2 separate regions of the Mus musculus genome follow, and region 2 is linked to region 1. A link is a contact called in public Hi-C data. All regions are on one chromosome and are shown on one strand. Each heading gives the region's core, a stretch centred on a gene start, on an enhancer-like site or on the middle of the called end of the contact. The rest is flanking DNA. Distances are from core to core; before and after follow the strand shown.

What was found. Hi-C and Micro-C count contacts between places; a contact is called where the count stands out from the background.
Region 2: a Hi-C map of cerebellum shows a contact between it and region 1, with 1.7 times the contacts expected there. The contact joins two enhancer-like sites. A contact is called at or near these places in 2 of 484 Hi-C or Micro-C datasets (cerebellum and embryonic stem cells), 3 of 115 datasets of contacts at active chromatin or transcription factors (SST interneurons, T-cell acute lymphoblastic leukemia and embryonic stem cells) and 1 of 9 other capture datasets (embryonic stem cells).

Annotation. Positions count from the first base shown.
Region 1 is chr5:21,946,320-21,951,824 of GRCm38.p6, reverse strand. Reln (reelin) reads left to right here. Exons shown (of 65, transcript NM_011261.2): 43 at 859-1,006; 44 at 3,195-3,453; 45 at 4,292-4,541. It also overlaps the pseudogene Dnaja1-ps. Among named protein-coding and RNA genes, the nearest start is that of Slc26a5, 83 kb to the right of the region's middle. Within about 2 kb of position 2,559, at least 12 of the 459 cell types and tissues checked have an H3K27ac peak or open chromatin away from gene starts, as enhancers often do. A contact at or near this core is called in cerebellum, where this site is marked.
Region 2 is chr5:22,483,795-22,489,299 of GRCm38.p6, reverse strand. Orc5 (origin recognition complex, subunit 5) reads left to right here. Exons shown (of 14, transcript NM_011959.3): 14 at 2,083-2,820. The coding sequence ends at 2,128. Among named protein-coding and RNA genes, the nearest start is that of Gm22887, 48 kb to the left of the region's middle. Within about 2 kb of position 2,254, at least 18 of the 459 cell types and tissues checked have an H3K27ac peak or open chromatin away from gene starts, as enhancers often do. A contact at or near this core is called in cerebellum, where this site is marked.

The DNA.
Region 1 (5,505 bases), core at 1,310-3,809:
CAGTGAATGTGGGAAGGACTATAATCATAGCATGCTCACTACTTGGCTATTTGTTTTATTCCACTATAGTACTGTTTTAAAAGTTAAATGAAGAATAAATGCAAATATAAAAGCTCCAACTTTGCCCTGTGTGTATGATGACTTCAGTGTTCAGGATGAAAATGAATACTTGTAAACATTGGTTTAAAAAGTTCCCTAGCATCTGTTAGGCCATATCTTGTTTAACTGATAATAGCTGTGTACATTAGACTGACATGCTAGGTGTGTGTTGTATGACCCTTCATTGTTAAGCTATGAGATTAAAATCCTGTATTTAGCTGATAATCAAAAGAAAACAATTAGATACATGTTGGTCTGTCTGGTTGTATGGAGTGATCAATTGTGATGCTTTTGCATTGTATTGCCTCAGCCACTTCATCCATGTCATTAGTGATAGGAATGATACATTCCTAAAGAAGTTTATCATAAGTGACTGCATTCCCTTCTGCTGTGCCATTTTAAATATATATTACATATGTGAGTATATATATGCATATATACAGACACACATACACACAGGAAACATGATCACCTTTTCCCCCTTCTCAAACCATGATAAGCCCTTGCTATTCGACTTAGGCTCCAACGTAACTGCAATTTAATGTTGGTAGTATAGCAAATTATGAATAAATTAGTTGTATGTTTTGAAGTCACATGCTTATGTGCTTAAATCTGGATATCAGAATTTAAGCAGTTACTTAAATGTATGACTGTCTAATATACTGATTACAAAGTGCTAAATTAAAAAAGAAAAGAAAAAGAAAATATAATACAACTGTATTCATGGTCACAGGTAAACCACATTTTCCACTTTCTCAGGTCAACTGGAATCCGATCGATTCTTACTGATGAGCGGTGGGAAGCCGTCTCGTAAGTGTGGCATCCTTTCCAGTGGGAACAACCTCTTCTTCAATGAGGACGGCTTGCGCATGCTAGTAACACGGGACCTGGATTTATCACATGCAAGGTAATTGTGGCACACAGTTGTGGACATGAAGCAGAAGAAACCAGGAACTCTCAAGGGTGACACCTTCCATGCTGATACTTGGCATCGCTCTGCTCAAAGTTCCCAACAAGACACAGGTCACATAATTTCTAGTTCAAGACCTATGTTCGTTCAGTACCAACATCAGCTGTGAAACACCTAAACAAACAAGATTATTTTATAATCTTGAGAAAATAACAGTGTTTAATTCACTCTAACTTCAAAAAAGTAATATTGCATCTATTTTATCCTCCTTCTTCTGACTATATTCATTAACACTTGAACTATAAAGAGAACATGTACATTTATTATACTGTCTTAGTAAGAAGCTCAGTAGAAATACATCCTCAACTTATTCATGATTAAGTTTATCTTCATTAGCAAATATTTAGTTGAGAATATTTGAAGTATGGTCCATGGTGCTCATAAGCAATTTCCCAGTGCCTCACTAGCCATAAGAAGTCATCTTCTAAATTGAGCACAGTCACTCAGAAAAGAACACATTTTAAGCTGGCTCAGAGAGTCATGCCCTGTCAGAATATATATCCCTTGGTCATTTGACGAGCCAGAACCCTAACAGCAAAATATAATGTACAGTTTAACATGTGTAAAATGTAGCCCTGACCTATTTTTAAATGAACAAGGAAGTCATGTTTATGGTCTTAAAATATTTTATAGTACATTTAAATATATCTGAACCTTCCCTCTTTTTCCTGAACCCAATTTTTCATTATAAATAATATAATTCACAGAAAATACAAGTCTATAAAAAATTTCATAGTTACTGAAAGCAAAACTTTATTATATCCCATTCTAATATACATAGTTTCATTTATATTATTTATGCTAGGTTCTTCAATACCATCCATGTTCTCTAATTTAGAAATTATTAAGTTTTCCAAATAAGTAACTCAGATATATTTTTCTAAGTAATAATTTGGTGTTTATATTATCACTAAATTAATACGAACATCTTCCCGATACAAACATAGTACACCTAGTTTTTCCTAGATGAATACTGTTCTCGTTTGTGCGAACACCACTAGGCACTAACAATGCACGTGTCCATTAATCAGATGTTAAAAGCTGCATTATATAGCTCATGCAGTCACATGCTGTGTGGGATTTGCATATATTGACCTTAAAATGTTCAGTGTAAGATCGGAGTGTTTTCAAGGCCATGATATAAATAAACAGAGGTTGGGAGGATCCTGAGCAATGAGTGGCTTTGTGTATGATACTGATAGCATTTATTATCAGCCCTGTTACATTATTGAAAACGTGTGTTAGATTTGACATGAAATTTATTCTGCCTTACCGGTTAGAATAGTGGCCAGACTGGGCACCAGCAGCTTGCTTGCCAAAGATAACATGCGAGCCAGTTTCCATTGGCACCCCAGCTGCTCGCTGCCCCTCTGCCCACCTCCCCGCCAGCTAGGAAAGCTGCTGCTGGATGGCCGCCACAGTTCTCAGAGGCCATATCATCCGTACCCAGACCCAGCAACAGTCAGAGTCTGGCAAGCCTACCACCACCAACCCACACTCACGCTTACCCTCCCCTGGCACAAGAGACAGAAGAGGCCTAAGCTTAACACACCTCTTCCAAGTGGCCTGGTCTTTTTGAAAGGAGGAGCTACAACTCCTGCATGTAAATGTGTCTCCTAAACCAAGAGATACAATATCTATAAAGCTATTGGTAAGATGGGAGTGGGTAATTTTGCCAGTAATGTGGCACCTGTATTATTTACATATAAATATAGAAATACGTATTTCTAGTTCCAAGCCCTGAGGCCTGGGATTCAGTTGTCTTCACCAGACAGGCAGTGCACTTGCTGGTTTGAACAGCCTTTGGATCTCCCCCAACATCTTATAAAGTAGCCAAGAGAAGCAGTGGCTCTGGCTTCCCTCTGGCTCTGGCTCCTTGGAGGAGAGATTCAAGATACAAGCATGAGCCAGAATTTCCATTTTCTTCACACTTCACATTTAATTAGCTCTCATTCACATTAAGACAGAAAAATATCAAGCTTTGAAGTGATTGTTTGGACACTCGTTAAATCGTCGTGTTTATTAACATCATCCGTTGCCCCGTACTGCCTGGGTGCTTGACTTTTGTTAACGATGCAGGTCTCTCTTTAAAATAAAAGACTACAGTAAGATCTTCTGGTGTCAGGTTTGTGCAGTTCTTCATGAGACTGGGATGTGGTAAAGGTGTTCCAGACCCCAGGAGCCAGCCCGTGCTTCTGCAGTACTCCCTCAATGGCGGCCTCTCCTGGAGTCTTCTTCAAGAGTTCCTCTTCAGCAACTCCAGCAATGTGGGCAGGTACATTGCCCTGGAAATGCCCCTGAAAGCCCGTTCTGGTTCGACACGCCTCCGCTGGTGGCAGCCATCTGAAAATGGGCACTTCTATAGCCCCTGGGTGATCGACCAGGTCAGTCTCTTCAGAATTATCTACTGTAACTTTTATGACCTTAGAAAGCATGTTAGCCCAACTCCCAGGCTGGTGGAAGCCCAGACAGTCGAATGACTTGCCCAAGGGCACACAGCTAGATTAGATGTGGCGTTTAACTTCCTTTCATTCTCTAGCCCCTCAATTGCCTAAGCCTATAAAAGTAAATGGCACAACAGAAGGCCTAGGTTGTGTTCAGAGAGGATGCTGCCATATGGACAGAGGGACTTTATCAAGCGTGATACAAGGTTATAATTCTCCAGAAAGGGAAGCATGCAAATTAGCATTGATGCCGCATGCAATTGTTCTCAAATCCTCTTTTCCAGCCTTTGATGCAAAATAAATAAATAAATCTCCCCTAGCATCTTTCTGGACTGCTCTAAGGATCTTCATACATAATATAGTGTATCAAACAGGACTCGGAGAACCTGTTCACAAATAGTAGGGTTCATGCAAAGAATTGAAACTGAAATGCCTCAGGGCGTGTTTGTCCTTAAATAGAAATTTCACATGGAAAACAATCACAGGCGAGCCAAATTTTGCTCTCCCAGCTTGGGGACATGTGCTTTCCAATGGCACAGTTTGGCCCACGAATGGCTGTGAATAGTTTTGTCAGTCCTTTGATTTGTTTTCTGTAGCTCCTTGCCAGATGGGCAAGCAGACCACAGAAACAAGAGCATTCTGAAAACCCCCTACCATTATGCTAGTTGTACAGTACCAGATCTGAGATGGCTGACAGAGCAGAATAAATAAACAAAAACAACTGAACTCTTCTGTATGTTAAAACCCAAATCTGGGGTGTTCTAAAAATGCATTTCAGATTCTTATTGGAGGAAATATCTCTGGTAATACAGTCTTAGAAGATGATTTCTCAACTCTGGACAGCAGAAAGTGGCTGCTTCACCCAGGAGGCACCAAGATGCCTGTGTGTGGCTCCACAGGCGATGCCCTGGTCTTTATTGAAAAGGCCAGCACCCGTTACGTGGTCACGACAGACATCGCTGTGAATGAGGACTCATTCCTACAGATAGACTTTGCTGCCTCCTGCTCAGTCACAGACTCCTGCTATGGTAAGTGTCCCATGCCCAGACCGAGGTACAGAAGCCTGGGTGTCCATGGCTGCCTCTGCAGTGGGACTGTTTGGAACCTGTGTCACAGGGCTTGGGAGGATGGCTTAGTAAAGTTCTTACTGGGCAAGCTTGGCAACCTGAGTTCAGCTTCCTATCACCCACACAGAGGGCCAAGCATGGCTGTATATTCCTATAGTTCTACTCTGTGAAGGCAGAGATCGCTGGATCTCACTAGCCAGCCAGTTAGATTAATCGGGGGGCCTCAAGCTCAGTGACAGTCCCCAAGAAGCAATAAAGGAAAATATTCAGTCTCCACCATTGGCTTATATGCACAGATACAAACACATACACATACATACACACATACATACATACATACGTACATACATACATACATGAGCATGCACACACTTAAGTGATAGTATTATGTACACAAATGATTACAGTACATTTTAAGTTCTTGGGGTCTTCTTGAAACTGTCTAATTTTTCTCAACAACATTGTGTTGTTAAGTATATTTTTAAAACATTGTAGATGATTGAATTTGAGAAACTCAGTCAATCAAATTTCCACCTGGGATGTAGTTTACTGCACACACCAGCACCATGTAAATTGCATGGTAGCACACGCCTGCTATCCAAGCTCTCAGGCAGTGGAATCAGAAAGAGAATGCCATGGTTGTACAGTCTTGACCCTTTCCCTGAATTGCAGACCCCTGGGGGTTCCTGAGGAATCCCAGTCCTGTGGCACCTTACAGGACACTTCGAGGACAATCAGAGGGGACGACTGGGGGGTGGGGGGAGCTCTGTTTCTCTGGGGCCACATTTTCGTGTTTCTGTGAGTTTGTACTTTATTAGGAAGAATTCCAGAAGTACTCTTTGTACCTCAGTCACAGTTAACACTAGTCAGTGGGGGTGGAATTTGTGGGGAAAAGATGGGCAAGCAGAAGGTAAGCATTCTATAA
Region 2 (5,505 bases), core at 1,005-3,504, 540 kb before region 1:
TACTTCAGTTTCAGTGGATTCAGCGCCCTCTTCTGGGCTTTGTGGGGACCACAGATGAATCTTTTGTTTAGTTAGGTGTGTGTGCCTGTGTGCAGGTATATGCACATGAGTGCACATAACTGCGGAAGCCAGAGGTAATGGGTCCCTGAAACTAGATGTACAGGTAGTTGTGAGCCAGCCACGTGTGGGAGTTAGAACTCTAACCCGGGTCCTCTGCAAGAGCACTGTGTGCTCTTAACCCAGTCCTAAAAATCTTTCAGAAGAAGAAATTACATAGTATGATTTGCTTTCTTAGGAATGGCTTACTGACAAAGTAGACACACAGAATACAGTGAATTGTCTATAAATGAATTTTTTTAATTGCTTAAGGTGTTTAAATCATATCATTTATTCTATTAGTATTTTGTTGTATAAACTATGCCATAATAACACAAATTTTTACTGAGACAAAGAGTCCTATCACAAAGTAATCTGTTTTCATTTGTTTGGGCAAACATTTTTCAATGTTTACTGCCACAAAACTGTGACTCTGTGTCCTCCCTGTGTGTTCTTGACTCTGTTCTCTGTGCATTCCTAGTCTTGTAGATGTGTCGTCACACTGATTATTTAGCCTCCCATGCAGTAGTCCATTGAATAATATGCTTTGGAATATACAAATTCTCCTATGTTTGGTGTTAGTTGTTTTTTGTTGGTTTTTTTTTTTTTTAACTTCTTCAGGACTTTTTGTTTTCACTAAGGACAAAACAAAAAAACCAAACCAAAAACAAACAAATAAGCAAAAGTAAGGCATTAAATCGATTTTACTTTGTTGACCATTCAAAGCCATCAGGGGAATGTATTCAGAGAGTTGTACAAATACACCTTTCCACTTCCTCATGGATGAGAAAGTCTAGCCTGCTATTTCTGGTTTCCCTCAAGACAATTCATAAGTCAGGTTACTAACTGTAAGGTATTTTAAGATCATTACTATAGGGACTTCACTGGCAGTAGGTTTGAGAGGTAAGTGAAAGGACCATGTTGTGACATTATAGCCACATTATAGCCTTGTGCCTGAGAGGACTTAATTGAAATGATCACTGTTTTGCTGCTTAGAAAGGTTCCGTATTTCTCAGGGAGGCACTTGTTATAGTAAATGTATTCTTCACTGTTGGGTATCTCGGTAGCCAGAGCATCTCACAAATGGAGCTATTTTTAAATGTGTTTCAAAATCTTTATAATTCCCTAGCCATATATTTAAAAAATATTTGGCTTGTCAGTCATTTGTGTAGAAACTTTTTTAGAAAGTATATAACAAAATGATAGACAAAAAGAATACTAATGATCGTTTAATAAGTAAGAATGTGCAATTAGTGACTTGAAAAGGCTGTTCTCAAGCGGATGATTATTCTTGCAGAACTGAATACTTAGGGCTTTAATTTTATACTTATTGCTAGATCATTATATCTAATTATTTTGAACATTTATTCAAATAATAAACCTCCAAGTCTGAATATTTATAGTGAAGAATGAGTTTGGAGAAAGGAAAATAATTATATGTCTCTTCCTCTGTTATTTTATAATGCCTGCCATCAGAGTATAAAAATATACATCTACATCGTCTGTTGTACCATATTCTTGGATCATACAGATTTAGTTGAAATGCGCATACAGGTCAGCCGCTGCTAAAAGACTGAAGATAATGAAAGCTACAAATGAGGACAGATGAGCTGTGCATGATGTGGTGATAAAACAGGTGTTTGGGAAGATAAACAATGTTCTGAAGCAAACAAGATTTAAATACTTCTGCATCTCTAATTACTTCATCCTGATTATTAGGCAGAAAGCAAGTAGTTTTCAAATAAAGTCTAAACTTTGTACCGTATAGTTCACACACAAAGTGTTGAGAGGCTCTGACTTTGTGTTTGTCTTAAGTACTTTATGAATGGCTCAAAACGGTTTAAAAGTTGTGTTTGTAAGTTACATTTAAAACAAAATGAGTTCTAGTGCATCTGACAGCATTGTCCAGTTGTAGTTTGCTTTGCAGTCATTCAGAGCTGAGCAGTCGAGACGGGAGGCTAACATGCTATCTGTTTTTGTTTCTAGGATGGTGAACTTTGACATAATAAAATACTTGTATGATTTCTTGTGAAAACAAGCCTCAAAGCCATATGGACACTGTGACAATGACTAAGCCAAGCTGTGTTCATCCAAATACTCAGCTGGCCGGGGAAAGGAGTTCTTTGGCTGGATTGGATTTGTCCAAACAGGTGCTGGCCCAGCATGGAATCCGATGAAAACCCTCTGATTGGTCTGGGTAGCTGTGAGCAGAAGACGGTTTACCAGGGGCCCAGGAGTATTTGGAAGCAACGTGTTAATTATAAACAGCAGGGTTTGAGCACAATCTGTTCTACTCTTAATGATGTTATCTTAACACTGAAATTGCCTGAAACCCATTTACTTAGGACTGTGTTTTGCTCTATGAACTATCCCCTGCGCTTTGAACGTGCCAGCAGCCCTTGTTTATTTGCCCAGCCTTTTCACTTCCTCTCCACAGGAGTCTCTGCTGGCTCTTGCCAAAGCAGATTTCCTAAGGCCACTATTTTAAAAGATCATAGTTGCTAAAGTATGTGCTGTGTATGTTTATCTTCTTACCTAGTTTTCTCAAAACCTGGCAGCTTGTTCATTGTGCACACAGCAGCTTCATGTCTAACTCTGCTTGCTAACCTGACAGTACTGGTCACTCCCAGTTCACCAACGTATTGTGTTCCTTCCTTCCATTTTTCTTTTGAGTTGATGAATTTTGAGAGCGCCACAATAAAATTCTTCCTCTTACATTAGCTGTGTTCTTTGGTTCTGACCACCTTACTTGTTCATATTTTCTAAATAGTTTCCTGTTACCACTGAATACTTGAAAACTGAATGGGTTTAAAGAGTTTAATTATAATTTAGTTTAAATTTTGGAGATATTTTACTCTTTCATTCCATTTTATGAAGAAAAATTCTCACAGTCAGCATTCCTAGGTACGAAGTCTTTTCATGTGGTGATTTTCTGACCCTTTCTTCTTCAAAAATAACAAGTTAATTTCTGTCTCTTAATTTGAGGTAAGGAATACAAAGAGGAATAAAATTGTGTTTTGTCTCCTGAGTAAAATGGGAACTTTACAGTCAGGAGGCCAGCACCACAGCCAGTGAGCATGTTTCTTCCTGCCCTTCACAGCATGTTTGGTGAAGACAGTGCCCAGGAAGAGCTGAGCACAGGACAGAATCACACTTGGGTTTCCACATGCAGAGCTCTGTGGAGAGGAGACAGGCCTGTAGGTTGCCGTTGGGAGCAGTGCCTCCTGGGATATGAGATTTTGGCTCCTACTGTTTTGCTACACAGGTGCTGAGTCATGGTTCAGGCTGAAGTGTGAGGTAGAAACTGACACCAGAAATTGGCAGCTGAGAAACTGAAGATAGGAAGAGAAGGGGGCAGAGTTTCTAGTGTCCACACCATTGCTCCTCAGGGCAGCTGGTTACCTGCCTCCTGTATAGCACATTTTCTGTCCTGAACCATATCACACCATATTACTAGCCCTGGAAATAGCTTCCCTCAACAATACTCTAATTACATTTTCCCTGCCCTATGTGGGCCTTCAGAAGTTTGCTGTTTTGTAATTTACTTTCTAATAGCTTTGCTAAATGACTCAGTAATATGATCAATTTATTTAAATGAAGACTAATAGAGCTTAATATACATATTAGCATTTTAACAAGGGTCATCTGCAAATTAAATCTTCTCTTTAGAAGACATATTTCTCCAATTAGAGGAAGAAATCTAACACTGAGAATCATGCTAGCTGGTAAGGCAGCTATCTCTGTTAAGGGGGCAGCTTATACTTTGTACTCTACCTTGATCTGAAAGAAGTGGAGGTGGGAATGGTGACTGTGGGCTTTTAGGTTTTCTTATGTAAATCTTCCACTTTACACATTTCTTAATTTACCAAGAGCCAGACCACACAGCTAAAGGCCACCCTCCTCTCTTCCTTCCTTGTCATTTCAACCCATGACCAGCCTTCATAAATGAGGGCATTCTTTTTCAACAACTCTGGAAAGGCCAGTGGCATACCAAGCCACACTGCAATAAACCTGAAAGTCATAGAAGGACCAAGTCTCCATAAGGCAGCAGGTAGGACTTGCTCCGAAGACATGGAGTCAGGCAACTGTGAGTGGGGGTCGGGGAGAACAGCCAAATCACTGTTCTTTGTGGCCCTAACCACATTATTTAACCTTTTTGCACCTCTTAGTTTTTCATTGCTGTGCTTGGGATAAGTGTCACAGCTTTCATTAAAAGCTTAGTCACCAGCCTGGAGCACTATTGCAAGGTAGTGGGACCTGTAACCTCCAGCAGAGTGGGAAGAAGTTAGGTCACTGGAAGTGTGGCCTTGAAGGTGACGCTGGGACTGTGCTGCCTTCTCTGTCTTTGCATCTTGGTTGTCATGAATGAGCAGCTTCCTTCAGCACAAATGCCCTTCTGTAGTATGATGCTCAGCCACAAATTCCCCAAACAGTTAGGCTAATGGCTTGAACTCTGAGCCCAGACTCTCAAAGTAAGCTACAATAAGCCTGTTTTCTTTTCATTGGTCCATTCAAGGTATTTAGTTCTAGTAATGCAAAGCTGACTGGAGAATATAGTTAGTTCATGGAGTTGGTTAACATAATTAACTGCTATCTAAAGCAGTTCCCCCCCCCCCACAAGTGGGGCAGATTTGCCTGCCAGGAAATATTTAGCATTTTCTCTAGATAGTTTGTCTAGTTGGATCGCTTGTAGGGAGCAGAGAGGCTAGGGATGTTGCTAAATAGAATAAAATATACATTCTATATCAGAATTAGTCACCAAATAGTAGTTGAGAGAAAGCCCCAACTAGATATCTCTCGACACCAAATGAAACCTCCAGTACTAGGAAGGGGCTACAACTAACCAAGTTGTTGACCAAAGAGACCTCATGGAAACCTCTAAACAACTAGGCTATTGCCAGCACCATTGGTTATTTCCACAAGCTGATGGTAAGGCTGTATTCCTGAACTTCCAAACAGAGAAGTATAGCTGTTGTCTACCTAAGGCCCTTCTCTCTACTGACTAGTATTCATGGTATTAGAGGGTATCTTGCATGCTACCAGAGGAAAAATGTAAACACTAACCCAGCTACAAACCTTTTGTCTACAGTGGTGTCCTGCCTTCAGTATACACTGGTACAATAGTGTCACAAAGCTTATGGGAGTGACCACTCTGACTGCATTTAATTGACCATGAGATGGAACACATTGCCTGACACTGCTTGTGTAAAACAGATAGGCCATGGGTGTAGGGGAAAACCAAATACTATTGTTCTGTTAAAGGAATGTAGCAATGAGTTTTAAAGACATCCTGCCATAATCAGGTCAGTGGCTTGCACACCTGTGATTAGAGAAGCTTCCTTCCCCCTGCAATAGATGAGAAGAAACACAGCCACAGCGGAGAAGAAGAGACCTTCAAACACTTGGTCC